Regions from separate parts of the Xenopus laevis genome. Here region 2 is linked to region 1. A link is a contact called in public Hi-C data. All regions are on one chromosome and are shown on one strand. The core of a region is the stretch at or near the end of the contact, and the rest is flanking DNA. Distances in the headings are between cores, read along the strand shown. Region 1 has its middle 19 kb from the start of tgif2.S. Region 2 overlaps LOC108702751 (disks large-associated protein 4).

Region 1 (7,356 bases), core at 3,362-5,861:
TCGGCAGCTTTAATCTGCCTGTGTATGGCCACCTTAAACCAGTGCCTCAGTAATGGTGGCTATACACCATAAGATCCGCTCCCACCAAAGGCAGGGCAATATCAGGCCAAACGATCGGATTACAACTATGAGAATGGGTGCCAAGGGGACTAGGACCACATCAACTAGCCAATGTGGTCCTTGATCATTGGTAAAATCAAACCTGCCAATCTATACCTGGATGATTTCTGGCCGAATCGGTCTAAAGGACCAGAATTGGCAGCTTAAATCTGCCCGTGCAGACCTTAAAGGAGAACTAAACCCTAAAAATAAATATGGCTCAATAGCAGCAATAATCACCATCTTGGAAAGTGTCTGCAACACTGACATGCTCAGTGGGCTCTGAGCAGCTGTTGAGAAGCTAAACTTAGGGGTTGTTGCAAATTATCAAGCAGAAAATTAGTTTGGTCTGTAATATAAGATGATGCTATAAGGCTGATCATTACAGTACATTCTAATGCTAGTTGCACTGGTGTATGTGTTGCCATGAAGTAATTATCTGTATTAATTATTAATCAACCTTATATTGTGACATTTCCATTCTATATGTACTGTATATTGTGAGTGGATCCCTAAGCTTAGTAAGTGACAGCAGCACAGAGCATGTGCAGTGAATCAGCAGCAAAGAAGATGGGGAGCTACTGGGGCATCTTCAGAGACGCCAATTGTTGTGCCTTGTGCTGGTACAGAATCCCAAAACAATGTACAAAATTTCTATCCTACTTCTTTGGTTATGATTTAGGTCTCATTTCAGTACTTGTTGCTAGACATGCCCTTGACAGATAGGATCTTTAATGGGGCAGTTTTTGTACAAATAATAGTCTGAGCAGTGGTGTATAGCAGGAGCACCCCCTACTGGACAAGGAAACTGTCTGCAGCAACAAAGCTACACATGAGCCTGTGAATAACAAGGTAAGTAATACACAGCATATTTAGGGCTACTGGTAAGTGGTGTACTGTTATTTTAAAAGAACGAAAACCTAACCTACAAACAATATAAGAAGCTTCCAAGACCATTAAAATTGGTACTGGAGCTGATCAGCATTAAAATGCCTGCTTTGACCTTGCATGAAGCAATATTACATGTTCACATCAGCCTTAGCCTATTGGTGGGACACAGGGGAATTGGATAGGCTGATTCTTTAATCTAGAATGACATGAAAGCTTTGTTTTCAGTGGTTGCCTTGGTGTTTCTCCCATGGGGCAGCAAAAAGTGCCTTTCTCCCTGATCACTGCAAAGGAACTTAAAAGAGGATTCTGGCAGGACTAGGACCCGAGTTAGTGCATTTTTCTGCAGACAGAAGCACTGGCACAAGGCCTGAATTTTTCATAATCACAGACAGTGCCTACACAGCAGCTTGTTTATATGAACTATAGTAGTGTTTCTGAAGCAAACAGATCAGTTGTACCAGTTCAGTACGTGATATTTCCATTACTCTGAAACACTTTCATTTTCTGTTGTTACTGTTCCTTTAATGCAGAAGACCCTATTTGCACTGTCTTTACATAGCTGAAGTTCCTAACCCCTCTGAATACATGACAGGGAAGCATTGGGGTTGCTTCATTGGAAAGCAAAATGCCAAGAAGTGCCTCTGCCTGGTTGGTTCTATAGAGTCACAATGGAAAGGGTTGTATTTCCAAAGTTGCTCTATGTTACTATCCAGAATTGGGTGCTACAATAATCTGGTTTCTAAGTAGCACTGCTTCTTAGCCTACTCTAAAGGGGCTTTTGAAGATCCAAGACTAGACTCAACCATGGGTACAGCCAAAGTTACCATGCTACAAGAACAGATGTGCCCACATATCCCTAGTTGCCCAATGTATTGAAGTCCTTGCTGCCGACATTGTAACCCTCAGAACAAAATGTTTACATGTTACTTTAACGTGATTGCCTTAGAATATCTTGAATGAAAACGCTGGCAGTATGACAGAGCATAATGTAGCACCTATACCATGCTTAAGGAAATCCTAGTACACGCAGTTTTGAGACCAAGCTGACACTAATGGTACTATGTCTTGGGAAAGATGGAGGAATGACTCTTTAAGCATTCGATATTGTTTCTTAGATATATACTGAAACCACTTATCAGTCGTTGCTCTGTTGGCCCCTATACCTCTGGGCCCTCCAGCCTTTACAGGGGCTGTTTGTTCTATAGTTGTGTCCCTGCTGCAGCCCCGCCCCTCGCCCACAAAAATCGGTTTGTTAAAACACATACCATTAGATCCCTCCATACAGAGCCATGTGAGTGCATTTTCTAGTAGATTCCTGCAGCAGATTGGGTACCTGCGGGTTACTCGCAAAATAGCGTTTAACCTGTGGGTACAACTTTCAGGTGCAGGTACAGACGTGGGCCAGTGGTTCTGCGGGTTTGAAGGTCATGGGTCGGGTGCGGGTCTTCTCAGTAGTGAGTTTTACTCCTTTACCTATGTTTTAAAAACTTTTCCCCTGGATGTACTCCATATCAGTACTCTCCGGGATATCCCCGCCCCCCATGCCCCATCAGAAGGACCCTTCCCAAAGCTTTAAAAGCCACTCCAACCCCCACCATGGCGTAATTTTCTTCTGTTTTCCTTGCTCCATTGGAAGCAATATTTTTTTGGGGTCACTCTTGCTGTGAGTTTCCTTGTGTAGGACTAGGTCCTAGCAGGATTTTCTTCTCCAGAGTATCATTGTTCATTACTCTCTTCCTCTAGGTTGCAGTTGAGATCAGCTAATCCTATAATGTCGCCTGTACATTACTAGGTTCTGCACCTGGAGCAGATAGTATGACAAGTTACTGTACTCCAAAACAGTAAGTTATTACAATATTATCCAAGAGGCTGTTAGAGCCTAGTTCCCTCCCAACTGGGCATTAAGCTTGCTATGTCCCAGAGAGTACGGTTATGGAGTATGTCCAGGGAAAAGTGTATCATACTTACAGTGATTTTCCGTTCCTGGACGTACTCCATATCAGCACGTTCCCATCCCTTCTACAATGGTTGTCTTAAAGCTTGGTACAAAGACGCCATGTTGGGGTGGGAGTGGCTTTTAAAGCTTTGGGGAGGGTCCTTCTGATGGGGGGTGGGGATATCCCGGAGAGTACCGATATGGAGTACGTCAAGGAAAGGAAAATCACGGTAAGTATGATACAATTTTCCCTTTTATGATCACGCCTACATCTAATGATGTCACTTCTAATTTATGACAGCACTTCCTTTCTCTTGATGGTCAGCAGATCGCATTGTGGATAAAGTACTAGCGGGTCCAAGCGGGTAAGAATGCGGGTTGTGGGTCGGGTTTCAAAAATTGGTTCAGCGCAGGACTATTTTCTGAGACTACAATGTATCAACTCGATCATAGAGAAAACAGCAGAGTGGCCGAAGCTCAATCAGAACTTCCTGCTTCTACTTTATGCTGTGTGGTGCCTGTTCTACGGTAAGGATGCACTGTATTGCTCTAATAAAGGAGCTGAGCATCACTTTTAACTCAATTATACATTGGGCAGACATGTCAACTCTTCCAAGAGTCACTAGTTTTGGTAAACCTCTCCAGCTGCCCATAATCTGCATCCAAATGAATGAACTGAGAAGACCTATAAACCCTCTCACATTCCGATATGGGTGGAAGTGCCCTGGGTCGTAGCAGAGCATAACAGTGTTGTAAGACATTTGCTGACAGCAAATGCATATCCATTTGCAGCTTCTTATCTGGTACACAACATAAGATGCCATTTACTATGACACTGGTCTGTCAGGTGTCTGGCTGCCTTGAAGACCTTGCTGCAGAATGCAACGTCAGCAGGCACAAGTCCAGGTCTTACAGCGGATGATAAGGACAGGAGTCCATTGTGGCCGGCATCTGCCAGTGCTCTCAAACGTCTGTGCCAGAACAACGCACAAGTTAGGGTAGCAGGAGGTGGGATGCCTAAGTGCCCCCATACCTCATGAATACAGCACTACCAAGCAAAATTAGTGCTGTATTCACTGGGGGAATACAGGCCTCTGTGCTTTATTATATGCAGCTTACAAAGTGCCAAAAACATGTCAGATCTCAAGCTAACCAAGCAAAGTGTATGAAGAGTGTTTTAGGTACTGATAAGTCAGTAAGAACTGAATTTAACCAGTGCGATCACAATCAACAGGCTGTGTGGAACAAGGTTAGCAATGTCCTGTAATGCTCACGTGCCTCATTTAATCCTATTATAATGGGAATTGGGGAATATAATAAAGATAATGATTTAATGCACCTGCAACTGATAAAGCTCAATACAGAGCAAATCCAACAAGGTAGCACATGTAATGAAAGGAGCCAGTAGTGAGAAACGGTGAGTAATATTACAGTCACCTTACTAATTATTGCCCTCAGTAATGTAAAAGATCTCCATAGAAACCCCATCTTGCCAAGCCGATTGTTTCCCCAGGCAGCTAGTCATGCTTGTACTGTATTTAGCATTACCTTCCTGTGTTGGAAAACGTATGCAGCGATACGGCGTAACAAAGGCACGGATCATTGTCTTTTTTTTGGCTTAAACCAGGGGAAGGCAAACAAAGGAGGCATGAGCCCCCAGTCTGACATTGACAGAATGAATACCCTAAAGCCTCTCTGTGTGTTTACAAAATAAAACCAGCAAGATTGGGTTCACAGCTGATACAAGGGATGTAGGTGTTAAAGGCGTCTTGCTATGTGACTCAATTGTAACCCACCTTCTGTTGCTCTAGCCCAGGGGTCCCCAACCTTTTTTTTTCAGTGAGCCACATTCAAATGTAAAAAGAGTTGGGGAGCTACAAGCATGAAAAAAAGTCCCTGGGGTTTACTCGCAAGCCACTGGTGGGGGATCACTGCTCTAGCCTGTTGAGTTGTCTACAATAGCTAAAGACTGATAGTAGTTAACACATTCCTGAAATTGACACATTTCTTTTAGGCTAATGCCACAATGGACAGACTCTCTGCATATAAGTGCAGGCCGATAAAGAAACCCTCTGGCCATTGACCTGGGTGCAGACACATGGAGCGGACTTTGGCAATGAAATGTACAAGTATGCACTTCTCCACAGAAATCCATTACTCCATGTGTCTGGCCTGATGCATTGGCTCCTGGTGCAGACACAGAAAACTGCAGACATGAGCGAAGGGGCTGCTTTTCAGTCTGTGTTACTCTTTCTGGAATGCACATTGTTAACACCTGCCTGCTAGAGCATAATTCTAAAGATTCACTGTATAATGTGCTTGGGTTCCTGTGTTCACTGCTTCTCAGTGAATGTAGTATGCTTGGGGTGCCAGTACCCAATGCCTCACTCAGTCATTACACACATTGTGTTTCAGTAATCGTGCACAGGGTCAGACTGACCCGGCGGGACACCGGGAAAAACCCAGTGGGCCCACGACCAGACCCCCTCTACCGTTTAATGCTCTTGGAGTGCCAGTAACCTCTGGAATGAAGTGCTGCTGGCCAGCCTGTCATAAAATGCTGGTGCTACATCTGTGTTCTGAAATACTAGGGCCACATTGTGTCTGTCATGAAACGCTGGACCCACACTGTGTCATTGTGCTATGAAAATCTAAGTGCCACAGGGTGTCTGTTATATAATATTGGTGTCATGAAATTCTGAGGTCACACTTTTCCAGTGTATTGTGCCTGTGCGAGGGAAATATATAAAGGAAAAATAAATGTGGCTGTGGTTGAATGGATATGTGATACACAAATGTGTGTGCTGCACAGGGTTGCCACCTTTTATAATTTTTTTTACCGGCTGTTGGGGGGGCGGGACCTCAAAAAGGGCGGGCGTGACGTCAAAAGGGGTGGGGTGTGATGTCAAAAAGGGCTGGGCCACGCGATGGAGACCCGCGGTCGCTAGAAGAGGCAAAGAAAAAGGTAAATTGCAGGGGATTGGGAGCAGGCGAGGGCTCCTTTTGATCTTATTACAAATTTACCGGCAGCTACATTGCCGGTAAATTTGTAATACCGGCCCCGGCAGGTATTTTACTGGCTAGGCCGGTAAAATACCGGCTGGGTGGCAACCCTAGTGCTGCATCTTGACATCTGTCCCCAGATTTCAATCTCAAAATCTGGTAATTGTAGCATATAGGCATAGAGTTGCTGCTTAAAGGAGAACCAAAGCTTAACTAAAGAAGTAGTCTAGAGTTGCTGTACATTATGTTTTAGACTTCTGTACCAACCAAAGGCAACCCCAGCCCTTTAGCAGGGAAGATCTGTGCCTCCAAAGATGCCCCAGTAGCTCCCCATCTTCTTTTCTGCTGAATCACTGCACATGCTCTGTGCTGCTGTCACTTACTGAGCTTAGGGACTGAGCTCACAATAAACAGTACACATACAATATTAATGTCACAATATAAGGCTAATTAATTATCAATATAGATAATTACTACTTGGCAGCTTAGAAACCAGTGCAACTAGTATAGGGATTTAATAATCAGCCTTGTAGCTTCAGTTTATATTACAGGCCAACCTAATTTTCTGTTTAATAATCTAATAACAACACCTAAGCTTATCTTCTCAACAGCAGCTCAGAGCCCACTGAGCATGTGAGTGTTGCAGACACTTACCAAGATGGTGACCCCCTGTGACAGGTTTGAAGTCCTGGATCATTGCTGCTATTGACAAGCTGAAACTTTACACTTCTGCAATCAATCAGTATATAAAATATGGAATTTTTAGCCATTCGTTTTTAGGCTTTAGTTCTTTAAAGGATTTGATGTAAATGCAGACCTCTTTTTAGCTTTTTTTATGAAAGGTTGGGTGCACTTTGCACTGTAAACAGCAGGAAATCACACTACCATGTATATTGCAAGGCCACCAGCCCAACTCCCATAGATCTAAATGCACTTTAACTGAACCGGATCAGTGATCGTATAGTGGATACAATTTTTGAATACAATATAATATACAAAATAAAAATAAAGGAAATGGCGTACTTGTAAAACAGCAAGGAAACATATTGTCACACACACTGAAAATCCGCCAGCCCACCTAAATTACAACAGATAGTTATTACTATATACAGGACATTAAAGGATTTTTAGTAGGGATGCACTGAATCCAGGATTCGGTTTGGGATTTGGCCTTTTTCAGCTGGATTCGGATTCGGCCAAATCCTTCTGCCCAGCCGAAACAAATCCTAATTTGCATATGCAAATTAGGGACGGGGAGGAAATTAACGTGACTTTTTGTCACAAAACAAGGAAGTAAAAAATGTTTCCCCCTCCAACCCTTATTTTGCATATGCAAATTAGGATTCGGTTCGGTATTAGCCCGAATATTTCGTAAAGGATTCGGGGGTTCAGCCTAATCCAAAATAGTGGATTCAGTGCATCCCTAA
Region 2 (7,356 bases), core at 1,924-4,423, 50 kb before region 1:
TGCCGTTCATCACCCTTGTCCTCTCCCCTTTATTCACAAAATTTCAGGGACCGGAGCAATGGGGATTTGTGCACAGGAAATTTAAATATCTATTGAATCTCTTGTGCATCCCCAGTGTTTTTGAACCAATATGGGTGTGGTTGGACAGCATGCCACCCCCTAAAATCCTGCCACCCTAGGCCCAGGCCTTGGTGACCTTTCCACAAATCCTGGCCTGCTGACAGAAAATACTAATGACACATAATGGTCCCTGTGCAGAATGCCTCATGTCTTTGTAGATGTTTAGTAAAATATAAAGTACAAAACATAGATGCTCTGCACGATCACATGGAAACATTCCGCACAGGAACTGCAGACAGAAGACGATCCTCTTTCCAAGTGTTCTAATTTTGCAGATATTTTTAGCAAGTGCCTGAATAACATATAAAGCCAGTAAGAGCAGACTTCTTTCTCGCACAACAGGGTGTTAATATGGACCTGTATAAAAGCAGCAGCAGTGCACCCTGCAAAGTTATGGCTTCAGCAGCTAATATTTCTGGCATGGCATTCAAGGAAGAGAATGTTGAAAGCATTAATGCAACCCCTCACCCTTGGACATTTTAATGTAAGGAAATGGGACACCAACCACTGTTATTGCTATAGGTCTGTCATTGGGAATTAGTCCAGGGGAGTTTAATGGCTTAGGCCATTGTTTTGTAAGGATTCACTGAGACAGCTACAGCCTGTAGATATATTTCCTGCACTGCCATATGTTCTGAAATGGAATTTTACAATTCTCAGAGACAGATTGACTAACCTAGATGTTAAAACCAGTTTATTTGCCCCTAGCAACCAATCAGCAACGGGTTACCACTAGGATTGACATCTGCCAGGTATTTTACTAAGATAAAAATATATTAAGGCCGCTGGCAATTGTACTAACTACTAGTCAGCAAGAGTTATTAAAAAAGCAAAAAGTATTAAGCAAATGTACTTGTGTGTTCATATGTGGCAGGTGAGCAATGAGCATTATATGTCTGGATCTACCACAGCAAATATGCTCCTTGTCATTCTACATAGATCAGCTAGAGGGCAGCATAGTTGCAGATTTGGGACTGGTAATTCTGTGGATTTAGTGTGTCTGTACAGGATCTAATATTTATCTATGGGTTCGCTTATTATTGCACTATTCCATTGCCTGGCCATGATAATGCAGCACAAACGAGATCAGGGTAATAGTTAATGATCCATCTAATACAACAAGACTGCTGTGAAGGATACTTAGGTCTTATGCATTAATATCCTTTAAACCCCTATAGCCAAGGCAGTCACTCGAAGATTAAAGGGACAGAGGGGAAAGATTTGCAAGTCTTCACCAATAATTGCTCAATTGCTCAAGTTATGTCTTAATTTTGTGGTTTTGTGCGAAAATCTTAGCAAGAGAATTGGAATTGCTTTTTTTTGTCACTTGTTATTATTCAGCAGAGAGCATTTTGGTCCTTTTTAGTCCTTTTTTTCAGGAGGTACACCTATACTAGTCCATCTTATTTTCAGCCCACTGAAAAGCAATAAATAGTACTGTGGGGAATACGTTATTCTACTTTTGTGAAGGTCAGGTTAGCATCACAGGACCCTCTGATGATACCCTAAACCGTTTGATTTAAGGCATTTTTGAAACCCAATTTTAGCCATCAGTTGCGTAAATAGATGTTAATGGGCCCCAAAGCAAATCATTTTCCAGACCCCTAAAATGTTTAAAGTTTGACCAATGTTTATTTTATTGTATATGAATTAGGTCCTTATAAGGCCCCTGTACCTGATGGGCCCCCTGCAGCCACAGGGTCTGCTTCCTATGTAGTTACGCTCCAGTTAGCCATGACTGCAACCATCAGTTAGCTTCCCTATCTTCATTATTGAGATACACAAACTCTAATATAGAACTCTGTAGGTATACAGGAATCAAGCCTTGTACTTTATCAGACTTACTTTTGGTCTACTAAAAGGATTTAAAAACATTATCAGGGGCATCCAGGGCCAAACTGGGAATGGCCCTCTTCTAGGTGCCTGTTGTCATACATACCTCCACCTCTATCGGGTCCAGTTAGGAGTGAGCCTACATTCTGGGCAGGGGAGCGGCTGGGTTCCCCGGTGTCCCAGTCCAACACTGATGGGGTGGTGGGGGGGGGACATAGTTTACTCCTCTTCTGACACAGAGCCATTTGGACATTATCTGAAAACAGTCCATTAGAATTTTTCCTCTTGGGGAAAATACACAAAAGGACATATTTATGGAAATCTACAAAAAGGCTATATATGCAACTGTTGCTCCACTTCTCTAAGCCTTTACCCTCTATGTGTAGTTTCTCCCATTTTCCTTACCATTCTTGTCTCTCCATATATAATTGCCTACCTGCAACCCACATGCTCCATCTTCCCCTACATTCCATTTTTTTCTTATGTGCCTTCTTCCCCCAGTCTACTGTGTCCCAATCTTCCCAAGTTCCATTCTATTGTCCATTTTTATGGTAGTCATGGGACTTTCTCCCAAGTACCTACTCTTGCTTTCCTCCCCAGTCTTTGCCTTGCATTCTATATTGAACAGAACTTTGGAATAGTACAACAAGGCAAATGCAGGAGAGTAAAACAAAAGGGCATTGCTTACATTTTAAACAATAACCCTATTATCATACACCAGAGGTAGAAAACTGGTGAGTTTACCCCTTTTGTCACCTCCTTCTTTCACAGCTCCCAAAAAATCAGCAGATCACATTACTTGTTAAAACAGACCAGCTACAACAATGACAAAATCAGACAAACCCCAACTGCCCAAGCATACAGTATGTGTCATTTCTTACAGACTATATTGTTAATCCTCTTTTACTTTCTGTTCAGAGAAACGTTGTCCTACTTACTGCAAAACCTGGAAAGGGAAATTAACTGTCAGCTAGGTAGCAATTAGTCATATCTAAAACACTGTAATTGCATATATAATGCCCCCAGATAAGTGATGGTGAGCTAAAAATAAGACATCATAAGCTGCTGGAAGAGCTGTTTTTATCCTCATAAATATACCTACAAATGTACAAGATCAAAACAAGACCTGAAAAGGAAAATTATAACACTATGGGGACCATTCTGAGCAGAGGAGGTGACACTGGGAATACAAAGATAAAATGCTTTGTTTGCTACTAAATCTTAACTCTTCGTTCTCCCAAGCTAAGCACAAACGGCAGCCTCTATGCACTGTTATAGCAGCACTTCAATGAATTGTTTATATCCCATTAATGTCTTTCTGGAAATGACATCTTCTGAACACAACATTCTTGTTGGAAACTAGGCAGAACGCTACCCCAGCCTCTGTCTTCCTTCTATAAATATGTCTTCCAATATAAACTGATATCCTGCTGCTGGCTTTCCAAAACAGCTTTTGTCACATCGATTTTCTAACTTTGCCACCCAAAACAATATGTCTCTTTGTATATGATGTAAATTACACTGCCAGTAGTATGTCCTGGTTTCTACTTTTATTACTCAGGAGCACAAATATAGTAGTTCCCAACTCTTGACCTATGTTCTGCCGTAGGGGGGGATTACAAAACACATTAAGCCGTGCCCTCCGCTGCCCGTTTCTACTGTATGTGTGCTTTTAAATCGCTCAATAAAGGTTGTGTTTTATCAAGACACACACACATCGAGAGGCAAGCCCTTTGTGATCCGTATGTGCGATTTCATTGTGTTTTGGATGCCTATTCCTGCAACCAGAGCGGAAGTTAATCGATCGACTGGCAGCAGGTGGTTGATTGTCCATCTCTTCCTCTTCTATGTCACACGTTTCTCTGTTCTCCAGAACTAGGGGTAGGCAGAAGAGGCATGTGCCTAGGGCACAAAGTGCGTTGACGTGGGGGCAGGGGGTGATGTAGCCAGCCAGGTTGCTGGGGCACCCAGCAGATTCTCGGCCTGCAACCTCCCTTATGCTAGTGCAACAGAGGGGCTAAAATCAGCCTGCTGAAATACACAGGCCGAAAACCAGCCCAACCAGCCTGAAAACCACGTGTTTAGGGCACAACATAGGGAACATAGTATTTGTACCTGGATAGAGAACTGGCTAAAATATAGACTACAAAGAGTGTGGTAAATGGAACATTTTCTAATTGGACCAGTGTTGTCAGTGGAGTACCGCAGGGCTCTGTACTAGGTCCCTTGCTTTTCAACTTGTTTATTAATGACCTGGAGGTGGGCATTGAAAGTACTGTTTCTATTTTTGCAGATGATACTAAATTGTGCAGAACTATAGGTTCCATGCAGGATGCTGCCACTTTGCAGAGTGATTTGTCTAAACTGGAAAACTGGGCAGCAAACTGGAAAATGAGGTTCAATGTTGATAAATGCAAGGTTATGCACTTTGGCAAAAATAATATAAATGCAAGTTATACACTAAATGGCAGTGTGTTGGGAGTTTCCTTAAATGAGAAGGATCTAGGGGTCTTTGTAGATAACAAGTTGTCTAATTCTGGGCAGTGTCATTCTGTGGCTACTAAAGCAAATAAAGTTCTGTCTTGCATAAAAAAGGGCATTAACTCAAGGGATGAAAACATAATTATGCCTTTTTTTTAGGTCCCTGGTGAGGCCTCATCTGGAGTATGCAGTGCAGTTTTGGACTCCAGTCCTTAAGAGGGATATAAATGAGCTGGAGAGAGTGCAGAGACTAAGTGCAACTAAACTGGTTAGAGGGACGGAAGACTTAAATTATGAGGGTAGACTGTCAAGGTTGGGGTTGTTTTCTCTGGAAAAAAGGGGACATGTGAGGGGACATGATTACACTTTACAAGTACATTATAGGACATTATAGACAAATGGCAGGGGACCTTTTTACCCATAAAGTGGATCACCGTACCAGAGGCCACCCCTTTAGACTAGAAGAAAAGAACTTTCATTTGAAGCAACGTAGGGGGTTCTTCACAGTCAGGACAGTGAGGTTGTGGAATGCACTGCCGGGTGATGTTGTGATGGCTGATTCAGTTAATGCAGACATAATATCAAAGGCTATTGTGATACTAAGCTCTATAGTTAGTATAGGTATGGGTATATAGAATTTAATTAAAAGTAGGGAGGGGTGTGTGTATGGATGCTGGGTTTTCATTTGGAGGGGTTGAACTTGATGGACTTTGTCTTTTTTCAACACAATTTAACTATGTAACTAACTATGTAACAACGGTGGGGGTGCACCGGACATGTATCTCTTCTATAGCCTACCCCTAGCCAGGACCTTGCTTCCACTTATTTGAAGCAATCCCCTAGTCCCCTAGGTAGCAAGATCGCTTGTTCACGTGTGCACACCACTGGAAGCACGTTCGTTTGCACGTTCGCACAACGGAGGGGCTTCATTTCGATGAAGAAATGCAAAGATTTTGCATCTTTACACCGAAATCAGCGAGGTTGTGCCAGAGCCACAATGGTTCCATATGGGAACAGTAGAGAAGGACATGTGCCCGCGAGGGCTGATTTTCAGTCTGATTGCACTCCGAAAAGTTTCTCGATGTGCCTGCAACTGGAGCAATGGCATTGGTCTGTGTGCAGGCAGATGAAGTGCATTTGAATGCTGAAATGGGTTAGTATGTATTTTGGTGTTGCCTGCATTTAGACCGACACAAAGGCTCCAGGTGCAGGCACATCAAGAAACTTTTAGGAGCAGAGCCTGCTCCCATGGCTTTACAGACGTCTATGATTTAAACCCCCATTCACAATATAATAAAAGGAAAGTTTACTATACTGCATACTGCATGTATGAATGTGGTCCCAGACAACCGCAAGGGCTGTTGGGACGTTATATGGAAATTAACAAGGTCAGCATTCAACAACTGTATTCACTGGGGGGGGGGGGGTACAACCTACCTTCCTGATGGATAAATATGGCAATTCTATCTACCCACAGGATGAACAGATGGTAGTAAAAGATGGGTTATACATGTGTGTGGCTACTCACTATTGTTTTGATCATTAGGGCAGACCAAATTCTTTTACAATCCAGAGCTGTCAACTTTTGCAATTTACTACACGGAGACAATGCGGTGCGCTCAAAATTTCTGGATTTGTGGCATCACTGGACACATATCTCCCAACATTTTGGAATTAAAAAGAGGGACAAAAAAAAGTTGCTGCTCGTAGTGTGGCGTTTTTTTGAACATGCCCATTTTGTGGCCACACCCCATAATTGCCATGTTCATTTTACATAATTTGGCAGATTATGAAAGTTTGTGGTTTTTTTTCAGTTATTACAGTTTTGCTAATGAAGGTGAATTGCCCTTTAAGCTGTTAGTCTAACTTTTCCCAAGGGACCTGCTATCTTATATTGTTACAATTCTTTGCATATCTCGAAACAAAAGTATCTGATCTGCTGCTGTGGCTGTTCTGGGCTCTCTGCCAGAAGCCAATTAAGTTAGAATCTTTGTTTCTTTTTCTGGCTGTTCAGTGCAGAGGAAAACAGGACTTTACAGTACAAACGAGGGACTGCAGGTTGAGCTGTCAAAAGAGTGACTGTCCCTCTAAAAACGGGATAGTTGGGAGATATGTATGATGTTACGTCATGTGCAAAACCTCTCCTGAAGCTGTCACCACACTGAGCATATAAACTTTGCTCCACTGATATCACTGAAATGTTCCATGCACACACTCGATTTTTTGCTGCAAATCATTAGAAATTGTCAGGGATCATCAGAATTTAGGAGAATGCATCCGAGTAATGGGAAACCGGGGAACAGAGATGAAAATCTGGTAAATCCCCAATAAAATTGGAGGTGTTGACAGCTCTGCATGTCTGATCCCCCAGTGTTTCTCTATGAGGGGCTGTCATATTTGTGCAGCAGTAGTCTGTCAACTGAAGGGTTGAGGAGGTATAATCAGTTCAAAAACCTCAAGTAAAAATTAAAAGCAGAGCTATTAGTGAAAAATGATCAACAGCGCTATAGGTAACTTAAAGGGATCCTGTCATCGGAAAACATGTTTTTTTCAAAACACATCAGTTAATAGTGCTACTCCGGCAGAATTCTGCACTGAAATCCATTTCTCAAAAGAGCAAACAGATTTTTTTATATTCAATTTTGAAATCTGACATGGGGGTAGACATTTTGTCAATTTCCCAGCTGCCCCTGGTCATGTGATGTGTGCCTGCACTTTAGGAGAGAAATGCTTTCTGGCAGGCTGCTGTTTTTCCTTCTCAATGTAACTGAATGTGTCTCAGTGGGACATGGGTTTTTACTATTGAGTGTTGTTCTTAGATCTACCAGGCAGCTGTTATCTTGTGTTAGGGAGCTGCTATCTGGTTACCTTCCCATTGTTCTTTTGTTTGGCTGCTGGGGGGGAAGGGAGGGGGGTGATATC

Evidence for each region. A called contact is a pair of places that touch in the nucleus more often than the background predicts.
Region 2: a contact with region 1 is called in a Hi-C map of the XL177 cell line, with 4 times the contacts expected there. The contact joins two enhancer-like sites. A contact is called at or near these places in 3 of 4 Hi-C or Micro-C datasets (the XL177 cell line, the XTC cell line and animal cap).

Annotation. Positions count from the first base shown.
Region 1 is chr9_10S:33,607,061-33,614,416 of Xenopus_laevis_v10.1, reverse strand. No RefSeq gene overlaps it. Among protein-coding and RNA genes, the nearest start is that of tgif2.S, 19 kb to the right of the region's middle. Within about 2 kb of position 4,611, at least 2 of the 7 cell types and tissues checked have an H3K27ac peak or open chromatin away from gene starts, as enhancers often do.
Region 2 is chr9_10S:33,655,783-33,663,138 of Xenopus_laevis_v10.1, reverse strand. The region is part of intron 7 of LOC108702751 (disks large-associated protein 4); the gene reads left to right. Among protein-coding and RNA genes, the nearest start is that of LOC108702751, 54 kb to the left of the region's middle. Within about 2 kb of position 3,173, at least 1 of the 7 cell types and tissues checked has an H3K27ac peak or open chromatin away from gene starts, as enhancers often do.